Regions from separate parts of the Mus musculus genome. Here region 2 is linked to region 1. The links are chromatin contacts, called in public Hi-C maps. All regions are on one chromosome and are shown on one strand. Each heading gives the region's core, a stretch centred on a gene start, on an enhancer-like site or on the middle of the called end of the contact. The rest is flanking DNA. Distances are from core to core; before and after follow the strand shown.

Evidence for each region. Hi-C and Micro-C count contacts between places; a contact is called where the count stands out from the background.
Region 2: a contact with region 1 is called in a Hi-C map of the N1E-115 cell line, with 13 times the contacts expected there. The contact joins two enhancer-like sites. A contact is called at or near these places in 2 of 39 promoter capture datasets (maxillary cranial neural crest and trophoblast stem cells), 1 of 15 datasets of contacts at CTCF or cohesin (the NIH/3T3 cell line), 11 of 484 Hi-C or Micro-C datasets (the N1E-115 cell line, adipose-derived mesenchymal stem cells, bone marrow-derived macrophages and 6 more), 10 of 115 datasets of contacts at active chromatin or transcription factors (craniofacial prominence, differentiating embryonic stem cells, embryonic hindbrain and 7 more) and 1 of 9 other capture datasets (pancreatic islet).

The regions. Positions count from the first base shown.
Region 1 is chr11:85,683,256-85,689,486 of GRCm38.p6, forward strand. All of the region lies in intron 22 of Bcas3 (breast carcinoma amplified sequence 3), which reads left to right. Among named protein-coding and RNA genes, the nearest start is that of Bcas3os1, 33 kb to the right of the region's middle. Within about 2 kb of position 4,041, at least 9 of the 459 cell types and tissues checked have an H3K27ac peak or open chromatin away from gene starts, as enhancers often do. A contact at or near this core is called in the N1E-115 cell line, where this site is marked.
Region 2 is chr11:85,817,190-85,822,950 of GRCm38.p6, forward strand. The region is part of intron 23 of Bcas3 (breast carcinoma amplified sequence 3); the gene reads left to right. All of the region lies in intron 1 of 2610027K06Rik (RIKEN cDNA 2610027K06 gene), which reads right to left. Among named protein-coding and RNA genes, the nearest start is that of 2610027K06Rik, 12 kb to the right of the region's middle. Within about 2 kb of position 1,267, at least 14 of the 459 cell types and tissues checked have an H3K27ac peak or open chromatin away from gene starts, as enhancers often do. A contact at or near this core is called in the N1E-115 cell line, where this site is marked.

The sequences.
Region 1 (6,231 bases), core at 2,791-5,290:
TCTTTATAATGACCATTAGAAAATCATCATTATAGACAGAGGGACAGAGAAGAGATTAAAATTCACAGACTTAGAGTTTTCAGGTTATGGTTTACTTAGTGCAGGAAGTGTATCAAATCTCAACTCCCAGCAAGCTCGAAGGAAACAGCCAGAAAAGAATTGAATGAGGTACTCAAGTCTGCTTCTGCCCTTCTGTAAATGCCCCGGGGTTGCACAGAAAGGCCTGTAGTAATGTGGCTCAAAGCAAGGATCAGTGAGGAGTGAGGGCAGCCAGAGTCTCCCAGACTGGAAGGCAAGGAGAGTGAGGGCTGCCAGTGATGGCTGGGCTCATGTGGTGCTTTAAGAAATTCATTAACCTCTCACACTTCTCTAAAGCCAGTTCTGAGGCTCGTTCCAACTAGAGGAACATTTTAATAGACTCTGTCTTTAGAATTAACTCATTAGTGGCTTTTCTAGGGGGGACTGAGGGATAAGTACTCAGAGGAATGTGCCTGCCGACTGTGCTAACAGTGGTGAGCAGCATCTAGCAGGAGCCAACACACTGGCTTCATCTCAAACTTTCCACTTGCATGTACTTAAGGCACAGCCCACCCTCAAGAAACAGCCTGCACAACGATGGAACGCCTTCACCAGTAACAGATGGAAATTAACGGACTAATCTGGATCGCTCGAGAACCGGAGCAGATAAGCAGAAAATATAAGTAACCAGGATTAATTTCACATATTGTCTATTATTCTTGTTCCCTTAATCAGTCCTTGAGTTGATCTAATTCTTTTCAGCTTAGGGAGCTGGCTGAGCTCGCTGAGAATCGGGGACAGGGATAAATCTCACCTATGCCCAGTGCTTTAACTCTAGTGAGAGAGAAGGGGGCATCTTTTGGAGCATATTGATAGGAGAGGCTATGTCTGGAGTCACTAGGATCACGGGGCCAAATACAATAGCTCGCTTGTGGCTTTTGCTCGGAGTGGGGAGTCTACATATCTGACTTTCCTGTCTGCCACCTATAGCCTCTGTCCATTTGACACTTCCTATCTCCATTATTTTTATTTTTATTTGCATTTCTGTTTATTTTATTTTTGGGATGGGGTCTTGCTATGTTGTCCAAGTAGGCCTTCAACTCCTTGGCATGGGTGGTCTTCCCGTCTCAGCCTCCTGAACACTTGAGACTTCATTGTGCCCAGCTTCCTGTCTCTTTTTGGTTTCTGTTTCATGAAGGAAGCATCTAAACTAGATGACACCCAGTTCCCTTCTAGATCTATAGAAATTTTGTTGATGTATCACTTGAGACCCCTTGAAGCATCAGATACCTGCATCGAGTGAGAACCTGCATCCATTGTGCTGGTGATGCTGAGAGGTGCTTCTTTGCGTGGGTTTAGGGTACTTGATCGCAGACTAAGGTAAAGATGGACATGAAACTTCTGCTTTCCATCTCTGTGCATTGTTGTTTCTTCTTCCACTAGCCCGTCAGTTCTTTTCACTCAGACTCCATTCATTGCAAATGTCATTCTGTAAAAGCAATAATTTTAAACCTGGACTCCACACAGGAATTTCTTAAAGATTCCAGAAAGCCCCCATTCCTAGTCTGCACTCCGGATGGTTTGTTTACTTAATGTGTTTGGTGTTTTGCCTGCATGTGTATATGTGTACCGCCTGTGTATGGTGGAAAGCTACCATTAGCTTTTAACAATGTCTTCTACTTTGACGATAGGGAAAAGTCTAGATTCCTAAAAAGAATAGATTGCGCTTTTCCACCTGGACAGCTTCCAGTCTCTATAATGGTTTGGAAGCATTTGTGAGGAATACTGTTGCTCAGAAGTTACTGTGGCTTAGACAGTTTGGCTTGTCCCCATAATGTAAATTATATGCAACCTCTCTTGAAAAAGATAAACAGGAAGTAAGAGTGGAAGCATTCTTCACCCCATCATAGTTATTTGACCCACTAAAGGAATGGGCAAATCCTGGATGCACTCCAGAATTCCATGTTTTATTCCATTAGGTTTTGTTTTGTTTTGTTTTCAGACTTGGTGCCATTAGCCAGATTCCTTGGAAGGGTTGGTCTGCCTGAGAAAGGTTTTCCTTCATCGTGTGCCACCCAAGCTGCTTTGCCTGTATTCACCTATGCTTTCCCTCCCTTCTGTTCCTCAATGTGGTTATTAAAAAAATAAAATCCTAGTTAGATGTTCAAATGTCAGGCTTCTTTAAACATATGTCAGTGGCAAACTTCATGATATCACTGAGAGACTTTCATTGTTTTGTGTGAATGGTGCCATAAGAAGTTCCTGGTAATTTTGGTAGAATTTATGGATTATCTGACCCTGTCCAAGTAGCTCCCCCTTTAATATTGTGGTTTCAGTACATTTATGACATCGCAATATTGAGCCACCCAGGACAAGGAGAGCCCAGGCAATTAAAGGGGGGAAATGTCCAATGTTGGCTTTGTGAGATTAAAACTGGGACCCTCATTGGCTCATCAAGCCTTTCTCCCATCTCTGTCCTCTCCTATTTCCCTGTGGGTGGGCCACTGTGAATCCATTACTACAGTGGCTACTACTAGTAACATTCAGAAAATCCGGCAGAGCGTAGGTCTCGGAGTCTTAGGACTGAGGATTTTCTTCAGATTGTTGGGATTAGTTTAGTTTAAATTCTTGTAGCAAAATAGAAAATAACCCAGCCCAGTCTGTCTGTTCTTAGAGCCAGAGAAAGGGGATTTTTGCAGTGCTGGGCATTGAACTCAGGATCTCTCATATGCTGTGCAGGTGTTCTAACCGATGAGCTGCACCACCCAGCCCAAGAGGAGTCCTCTGAAACCTTCATGTGCTCGGTGTCTAATTAGTATATGGAAATGCACTCCTGTAGGCAAAGCTGCATGGAGAAATTGTGTTGCATTTTCTTTATTTTGCTGCTAGATCACTTCTCACTAAAGAGGGTCAGCATCATAGCTACACAGTGTTTCAGAAAGCCTGGTATTTTTTTGTTAGGTAGCTTGAGGAAGAGGGTTTGTTTTGCTTCACTGTGTCAGAGGTGTAATGTCTGCAATGGCAAGGAAGGCCCGGAAGGAGGGGCAGGAAGTGACTGGTCACATTCCTTCAGCACACAAGACAGTGAGAACAGGCAGTAAGGCAAGGCTCTGACACATCAAACCAATGTGTCCGCCTCCTAAATATTCCATAACTTTGCCACCAGCAGTGCCACCAGCTGGGGAGTGGGTGTTCTAATCTATGTGTCTATGGAGGTCATTATAATAATACCAAGCTCCTTGCACATACCATGTGCATCCTATTGCTCAGTACAGCGTGTCACATGACTACAGTAACAGACATCTTCCTCATTCTTTGTTTACCCACAGCGGGTATCTAGAAATTACAGATCTGAGGTCTGTAATGAAATTTTAATAGATAATCGGGAACATCTAAGTATAAAAATCAGGTGGGTTATAAACCCTTCAGTGATAGTGGACTTTTCTCATGGGTGGTAAAGGTTAGATAGGTGATGCACACACAGCTTGTCTTCTAGATACTTCTTTAAAAACAAAACAAAACAACAACAACAACAAAATCCAACTCTATTCAGAAGTGACACACTTCAAGTGGTAGCCAGCAATGTCCTGAATAAGAACATTCCTGTGGTTCTTCACAAGGTGTATAGAGCAGGAGTTTTGAGTCACCCAGTGTGTAAATTGAAGACTTAGGGGTCAGCTCTTGACCCAGATCTTTCTCTCCGGAAGGGGGTCCCTGCCTTGGTCCCTGCATACCCACATCAGCAGTGCTGCCAGCTCAGAGAGCCTATGAAATTTTGATGTAGAAATTAGGTTGTTGCTTATCTTGTACCTTCCTGCTCATAGTATTGACAGCACTGGAATTGCTGGAGGCAGATAGCATCTCTGCAATGGCTGGACTATTTCAGCTTTCTGCTGCTGACAACATCAGAAGTGTTTTAACAGGGTTTTAATGGGCAGCCCCTGTAGATCCTTGGAGGGTTGCAAATAGCTGCCGTGAGAAACCATCTCCGCTGTTCTGGGCTGACATGCCCTCTTTTCTCATCCATCCAACGGCTTATTTAGATGGTCTCCTTCCTGGTGACAAGCACTTCTTATTTGGGCTGTAGAGGGCTAGGACTCAAATTCCAGCAATGAGAGTGTAATATAAAAAAGGAAAGGTCTTCTAAGGACGATTTCTTCCCATCCTGATGAAGGCAGGAAAAAGGGGGTGGGGGGTCACATAGGGTACACATAGGGCAAGAAATAAGGTCTAGTTAGAAATACATCTGCTGTTCCCAGAACTTTCAGAGAACAATCTTGGTGTGTTATTACAACTGCAGTTTCCATATTTGATGGGGTCACAGAGATCTACAGACTGTCATTCTTAAATCCCATTCTGTAGCTCACCCAGTTTCAGTGTTTACTTAATGGCTGGTAGGCATGCAACGGAGGAAAGCTACCTATCCACACATGGAGGTTTTGGGGTTTTTTTGGTTTGTTTGTTTGTTTGTTTGTTTACCATAAAATACTGGGAAAAAAAATCTCTGATCTTAGATCCAGTCCCAAGAGTTAAAGCATGGTGAACCAATACAGAGGTGCCCACTTGGATTCTGTTATCTGGGTCAGCAATGCCATGTCACAGGATGAAGAGTGGTGGGTTGCCACTCATCCTCCTTACCAAACAATGGCGTAGTGAAATGAGGTGAGAGTGACTGAGGTTGATTCCCTCCCTGCCAGCCACACCAGAGTTCTCACACCTGCACCAAAGAACAGCTGAGCAGCCACCAAGGAGCCAGGGGGAAAATGGAAGAAACCGGTGGCAAAGCCTAGTCAAGAGGGGCCTCTGGAAGAAAGGGGTGTGTCCTCCCTCTAGCGGGTATATGTTCTCACAGTGGGTTGGGAGCTGGGAGGTCCCTTGGAGCAGACCCCACGACTGCCATTGTTTCTCTGCATTGCTTTCCTTCTCGCTGGCTGGCTGTTTTTCAAGGAGAGCTAAGAATATTCCCTCCTAGTGTCAGAGCCAGACCCTTCCCTTCAAGCTCTACCTACTTAGAATTGTTTGTTTTTTTTTTTTTTTTTTTTTTTTTTTTCTCATCGTTATCACTCTTGGCAGTGTTTTCAGGCTGCCTGAGAAAAGGCTCCTGTCAGACACTTAGGGCCATTTCACAGCATCCTCGTTCTAAAGCACGCTGACAGTCTTGGGTTATCGTCTGCCCTTTGGAGATTTAAGATTCTTAACTGTTGTCACCAGCAGAGGCATGACTTCAGCTATTAAGAGATAAATCTGATTATGGAGCCTGGAGAGCAAAGGAAGCCATTACACCTCCGGGGCTGTTCTCACGTTCTTGGGAAGCCTGAGCCTTGTTTGCATGTTGCTGTCTTAGATTGAGCACCTCTCTGAAGCTGCTGTGCTGATCACAGGGCACTTCCAGAACTGTTCCCCCTAACTATGATCACGCAAAAGGGCCTGTGAGGTGGGCCTGGCTTGGGAGTTTTTTGCAAGAAACTCTATAAGGAAAACAAGCCGGCTGCTATGGTGCGTACTTGTTTAACCTCAGCAGTCAGGAGGCAGAGGCAGGCAGATCTCTGAAAATTGAAAGCTAGCCTGGTCTACTTAGTGAGTTTCAGGCCAGCCAGAGCTACATAGTAAGACCCTAATTTGAGGGGCTGAAGCCATTGTGTGCATAAGACTGGCATTCACTAAATATGAATTTTAGGGAAATTGCTAGCTGTCAGGCTGGTTTGGGCTCTCCTGTCCTAGCTGTCCCCACCACTGGACTGACCAGCATTACAGAAGCAACTGGATCCATCTCAGTACTCCTCCCTGCTGACTTGGGGAGAAAATGATTAAAGCAAGAACCCTTTTATTAAAATATGAACCTCTAAGGCTACTCACCCACCCAAGAACAAGATCTTTCCAAGTCATGTAGACCTCCTAGCACATCCCTCTAGCACATTCTGACTCTCAAGGGGCTTATCCAGCAGCCGAGGCTGCAGTGTGTTACTGACCGTGGTGCTCATGGTGCAGCTCCTACAGTCTTTCAGCCCCCTCTTCTGTAGTGTTCTCTAGAAAGTGGCAGAGGTTTCACCCGTTGTAATGTTGCTAATGGGATGAGTGTTGAATTGAACTAATAAATGAATGGGGCAGAAATGACAGATCCATGAAGAAAAGAGGAAATGATGGGTGGCACCGTGACTCCTGCAGACCAAGAGACCGCAGTGGGGAGTCAGGGGATGAGAACTGAGGACCTGT
Region 2 (5,761 bases), core at 17-2,516, 130 kb after region 1:
TAGGGCCAGAACAATGACCCTCTTACACCCCTTTTCCTCATGGCTTTCTGTATGGAGCTCAGTCAGGGCCAACTAAAACTTAGTTTTAGCCAGTCATCAAACACCTCAGAGAGGAAGTGTGAGCCAGGTCAACTCCATGTTTTCTGTCCCTTCACAGATTCTTGTGACTGGATGGATTTGGCCTTGGTCAACATTTAGTGTTATTTTAATATGGTGGGTGCTGAGAGGGTCACCAAGTGCTGAGTGATGTAGCATGTTGCTGGTTGTTTTGCCTTGTCCTTGGAAGCTAAGACTTAGGGAGGTTCTGATGCTGTGGGTTTCCTGGGAATCAGTTTCTGAAAGTTCATACTTGATAGTTCAAGACTATGACTGCCTGGGTGGGTAGGCTCCAGCCCCCAGCCCGACCAGCGGTTCTCATGACACGTCAAAAGCTGTGTAGATGTGGGGCCATGCTGTAATCAGCTCTGCCTGGAACTTCAGAGCCCTGCCCTCACCACACACATACACACATAAGGATACACATGTGCATGCACAGACACATTTAGTCAGCTCTAGCAGAGAGGCTAGAGACCGAGTGGCCATGGCACAGGACTCTGCAAGAGGTCTCCTTCTGTGAACTCCTCCCCAGCTTCTTTATTCTCCTACCTCTGGTTTCCCATGCACATGTCTCCTGTCACCATGTGCCTCTCACATAGACCCACTAGGGAGGGCTTAAACTGTCTGGTCTGCCTCAGGCCCCAAGCCATGGTGTTGGCACCACCCTGGCCTGCTGTTGAGAACCAAGTTCTCAGGGGCTCTACGCCAGGTGTTTGGGTTGAAGGTAAAGCCCGGCTCTGCTGCTCCACCTGTTTCCCTGCGTACTGACCACCACTCTCAAGGTCTAACTGCTTATGCAGGAGCATTTAGGTTCTTCTAGGCCTGGGTCTCTCCTCACTGGTAGCTGAGGCTCTTAGTCACCCTGCATGGCCCTGTGACCAAGGCTCCCTGAGCTAAAAACACCTGAGATCTGCCTTTACCACTGGCAGCTGGCAGCTAGGGAGTCAAGATAGGCCCTAGAAAAATAGCCTCATTTTCTCATGGTGGACCCTCATTTTGTCCCTTTGTGTATCTGAGTCGGGACAAAAGCTGAGCAGAGAGAAGGGCAAGTGTGTTGATGGGGTCTGGAGGGCTGACCTGTCCAGGAAGGAGGCTTCTGTTGCTCCAGGCAGCTGCACTCTGAAAGCACTCAGGGCGCCAGGCGTGTGTGTAGTGTAAGACACCAGAAGACTGGCGTCAGCCAGCCAGGGATCTGGGTTCAGACATAGGTGTTAAGCCCCAGAGATAAGAGCAGGCCAGAGCTAGCCCTGCTTTTCATCTCCAAACCAGGATTCCTGTGATGTGAGTGGGTGGAGCCTTTTCAGCCTTTGCCTTGCAGCTTCTGAGGGCAAGCCTGGCAAGGTCCCAGAGGCCCTGCTGGAGGAGCAAGGTGACTAAGGTGACTCCTGTCTCTGTCTCCACTAGCTTTAGCACCCAGTTTTTCCAGACCTCCCCAGGATAGGAAGCCCTTTGACTACTGGCATCCTTACAAGCTTAGAAGCCTGAGGGGAGGGAAGGCTGGAGAGGGCACAGAGGGAAGGTCTAGAGAGCCAGGCAGCCAACCCTAGAGCTGAGAGGTGTGCTAAATGCCAAGGGAGGCCATCTCTCCCAGGATGCTCCCTTTAACTGCAGGACTTTGAACCTCCTAAGAAAGGGCCCCAGAGGCTGAGGCTGCCTCCAGCCCAGAGTATGGTGGACTCTGATGATGGTCACAGTCTCAGGGATCTCAGCCAACACCATCCATGTCCCCATGTCCCCATGTCCCCACTGAACATGCCCCTACCTCATCACCACACTCAGGGAATGGCCTCATACAGGCCCTGACCATGTCTGCCAGGCCCACCCACCTCCCAGGTGACATCAGGGCCAGCTGCACAGGTCTTAGCCCCAGGAAGCACTCAAGACTCTCATTTATCCCTGTATCTGTCTGTGTTTGTTTCTCTGTGTTTGTCTGTCTCTCTGTGTATCTGGTTTTCCCTCCTTCTCCCTTCCCCCTCTCCCCCCCCCCCATTGTCCCCTCTTCCTTTCTGTACTGTTTTGCCCCTGTGTGTAAGCTTCTTATTAATAAAATGGCTTGCTTGGACCAGACCTCTTCTGAACCAATTTACTGAACTTTTCACTGTCCTGTGGTCATCTGGTCTCCTCATTATTTTTATCCCTTCAAGGGAAAGTGCTGGTCACCCTGACTTTTTAATGAGAGGACACCCCCACCCCCACCCATCACATACCTGACTCCCCACCCAAGAACCTTCAAGAAGAAAGGAACTGAAAACTGTTTTATTCTTTACAAATCTTTCCTATGTTAGGCACTGGGTAAGACAGGGCATTTGGCTGGCTTCTCTGTATCCATTCATTGCCCTGAGCTCCCACCAAGCCAACCCCAAGAAAGGAGGACTGGGAGGTAGATGCAGGAGGAGAGAGAAATCAATGTGTGTCAACAGGGTTGGGGATTTATTCTCCATCTTGGGAGAGGGTGTTTTGAAAGAGGGAAGGCAGGAAATGCAAAGCTGTGAACGGGCATCTGCCAACTGCCCTGGGCCATTTCTTGATTTAAAAGACTCTTTGCCCAGGTTGCAATGGAGGCAGAGCTAGTAGGGGCCTGGGTGGCAGGGCCACCTGCTGGGGAGGAGGCTGCAGAGGGCCCCTGAAGTCCTGGAGATAATCACAGTGACTAATTCGATTGCAACAATAATAGTAACTCACATTTGCTGACTGGAAGCTTTGAGCACTCTGGGACGGGCTCCCCATGCATTATTTAATTTCATTCCTACAGCCAGACTATGAAACAGACATCCTTATCCTCGTGCTCAGGAACCCAAAGCACCCAGGAAGCAGGTGGCCAGAGCCTGTGTTCTTAGCAGCTTGCCTAGACTGCTTGCTCCATCCTACCTGTCTTCTCAGGTTGAATTCTGAGTCAGACATTTAGGGAAGGCTTACCCCCTCTTCACTGCAGGAAGTGGCCAGAGCCTCAGCAGGGGCAGACTCCCCTTCCCACCAGGTCTAATCCCAGGCCTACTGGGCTGCTTGGGTGGTTAGTTTAGGAGTAGGGTATGCTGCTACAGCCAGGACCTAATAAAAATGCTCTGCTAATCCTTTTAATGAGCAGCATCTTGGCACTCATGCACACAGCAAGGTTGGCTGGGGAAGGCAGTAGATGCCGATGGATTAATGGTGGCAGAAGTCCCAGGGCTGCTCCAAAACTGAGCCTGGGCCCCAGGTACCCTCTTCCAAACACACACAGCATTACTTTTGCAGGTCCCTGGGGTCCTTCTCGATCCTGGAGACTTGGGGTCCCCACAGTGCTGTACTGCCCAGGATCCCTAGACTAGACAGACCTGAAAACTACCCAGCCCACAGCAGAATTCACTTTGGCCTTCTGCTGAAGCCTTCTTCCTACTAAGACTTGCACAGCAGTCTCAGGTCTCACTAAGGCCTCGTATCTTCAGTGTCTCCCTCCCTCCTCAGGGAATGGGAAGCTAGACCTCATGATGCATGAAGTCATTGTACCCCCCTCCCCAACACCCCTTCACTCATCAGCTCCCTCCTAGAGCTTCCAAGGGCCAGGCACAGCAATTCATGCCTGGCCAAAGGGCTGTGCCCACTCTAGGATGAGGAACAGGGGCAACTGTACCTATCTCTTCAGAGATTGACTGTGGCTCCTTTTCTTGTTCCTCGCAGATGTTCCCAAGTAGCCAGAGACCTTCTGAGAGGCCAGCCACCTCTCTTTGTCCCTCATATGCCTTAGGAGTTTGACAGACACAGTGTAGAATGGGGGTAACATGCAGACAAGGCCTCCTCTGCTTCAGGCTTATTTATTTCATGAAAGCAGAGGCCTCGCCCTTCTCATTGCTGGCTCTGCTGTCCACTCCTGTCCCCTGTGGCCTGCCTAGTCTCTGCTACTGGGGATCAGCTGTGGTAACAAGCCTGGTTTCTCGTAAGACCAATGTGGTGTGGGGTCATGGGCAGTAGTATTAGTGGCCTGCCCTAAGACCAGTTCTCCCTCCGGTGAGCTCAGGGTCACCAAGTCCCTGGAGAATATGAGGGCACAGCCTGAGTCTGAGAACTTGCTTGAGGCTCCTCCTTATGTGCTGCCCTGCTGTGGGGAGGGCTGGGGATAGGAGAACAAGCTTTCTTAAAGCATGGGCCAGACTCCGTGATGCTTGGAGAACCTCCCTAGTTGACTGGCCCTAGCTGGTTCTGCTAGGCTTTATCTGGCGTCTACTTACACTGCAGTAAGCTGCTGGGACTTAGGGAAGGTGGGGTTGGGGAGGTGGGGGCAGAGGGAGGGCAATGGTGAACTGAAACCAGGCTACTATGTTAAAATGTCCAGGGTTCCCTCTGAAAACTTGTCAGCCTGCCTCCTTCCTCTTCCTCTCCCAGCAACCCACCTGCATGGGGCCCCGTCTGTCACTGCATGGGCCATAGGTCCCTGTGTATCCCCTTCTAGAAACCGTCGTTTTATGTGTTCTATGCTTACTGTGTGACTCCTCTTCCCTACCCCATACTGAAAGATTCACAACACTTCTGCCTCTGGGCCCGCCCCTCCATGACCAGTCAGCCTCCTGCCGCCTCACGTGCATGTCAGTGTCCTGGACAGCAGAGTGTCCCTGCAAGACCGCCCTTTGCCCGTGTGTCACCCCTGCACCTCCCTCCACCTCCTCCTCCTGCTTGTGGAGATCCGTGTACTTCTGGAGCATTGTCCAGATCTCTCAAAGAAAACACAGAAAAAGATTCCTCAATGCTTTTCTTTCCAAAAGGGAAAAAAAAAGGAAAAAAAAAACAATGCCAACAGCCCAGCGTGCGTGAACAGCCCAACAGTAACAAAGCGTGCGTTCGAGACGGAGGAAGGTAAGGCCACGCACTTCCACACGGTTCTACTCGCCACTTGCTCCAGGGCTGGGGGGTGACTCGAGTGGGGATCCCGTGTGCATCTGCCCTCCTCCATGTTCTCACCCCACACCACACACTCTCACTCTGGTGTCTTTGGAGGAATAGAAAGAGATTGGGTTTGATAGAAGTCGCTAGTAAAGTGCCAAAGAAACCGTCCCAGCCGGACCAGCTGGGCCCCTGGGCCTCTCACTGACTGTCCGAGCTGGAGAGAGGTCCCATGTCTCCCACCACACCATTCATTCATTCCAGAAATTATTTTTCAGCACAAGCTACTTCTCAGGCCTGGGGATTGTGACTGGAGAAGCAGGGACTGAGGCACACATTCCCGACCAGGGCCTGTCTTCCTGAGAGCTAACTAGGAGTCAAATGAGGAGTTCCGAGCCTAGGTGCTCTGCAGTGGACACCGTGGTTCGCAAAAGAGCAGACACTCACGGAAAGCTCAGGAAGAGAAGCAGGCATGTTGGAGCTCGGCGGCCTAAAGCTGTCCATAGCAAGCTCCTCATTCAAATAGGAAACACCAGTGAAGTCAGACAGGGCGGCAGGCTGTGAACAGCCATTGGTATGCCAGGGAATTTATACCTGGGGACCATAAGGAGTGAATGGATGCCTTTAGAGGGATAACAAGATGAGGTTCACAGTTTCCGGACTTGGAGTGAGAATATGATCTTGGGACCCAGTGGCCATTTCAGACTAACCAGTGCAATGTTTAAAGAAGACAGTCAGCAAAATCTTAGGTACCCTGAGATGTGGGGCCACTAAACACTCCTGTCCGGCCCCATCTCTCCCAGGCCTAAGC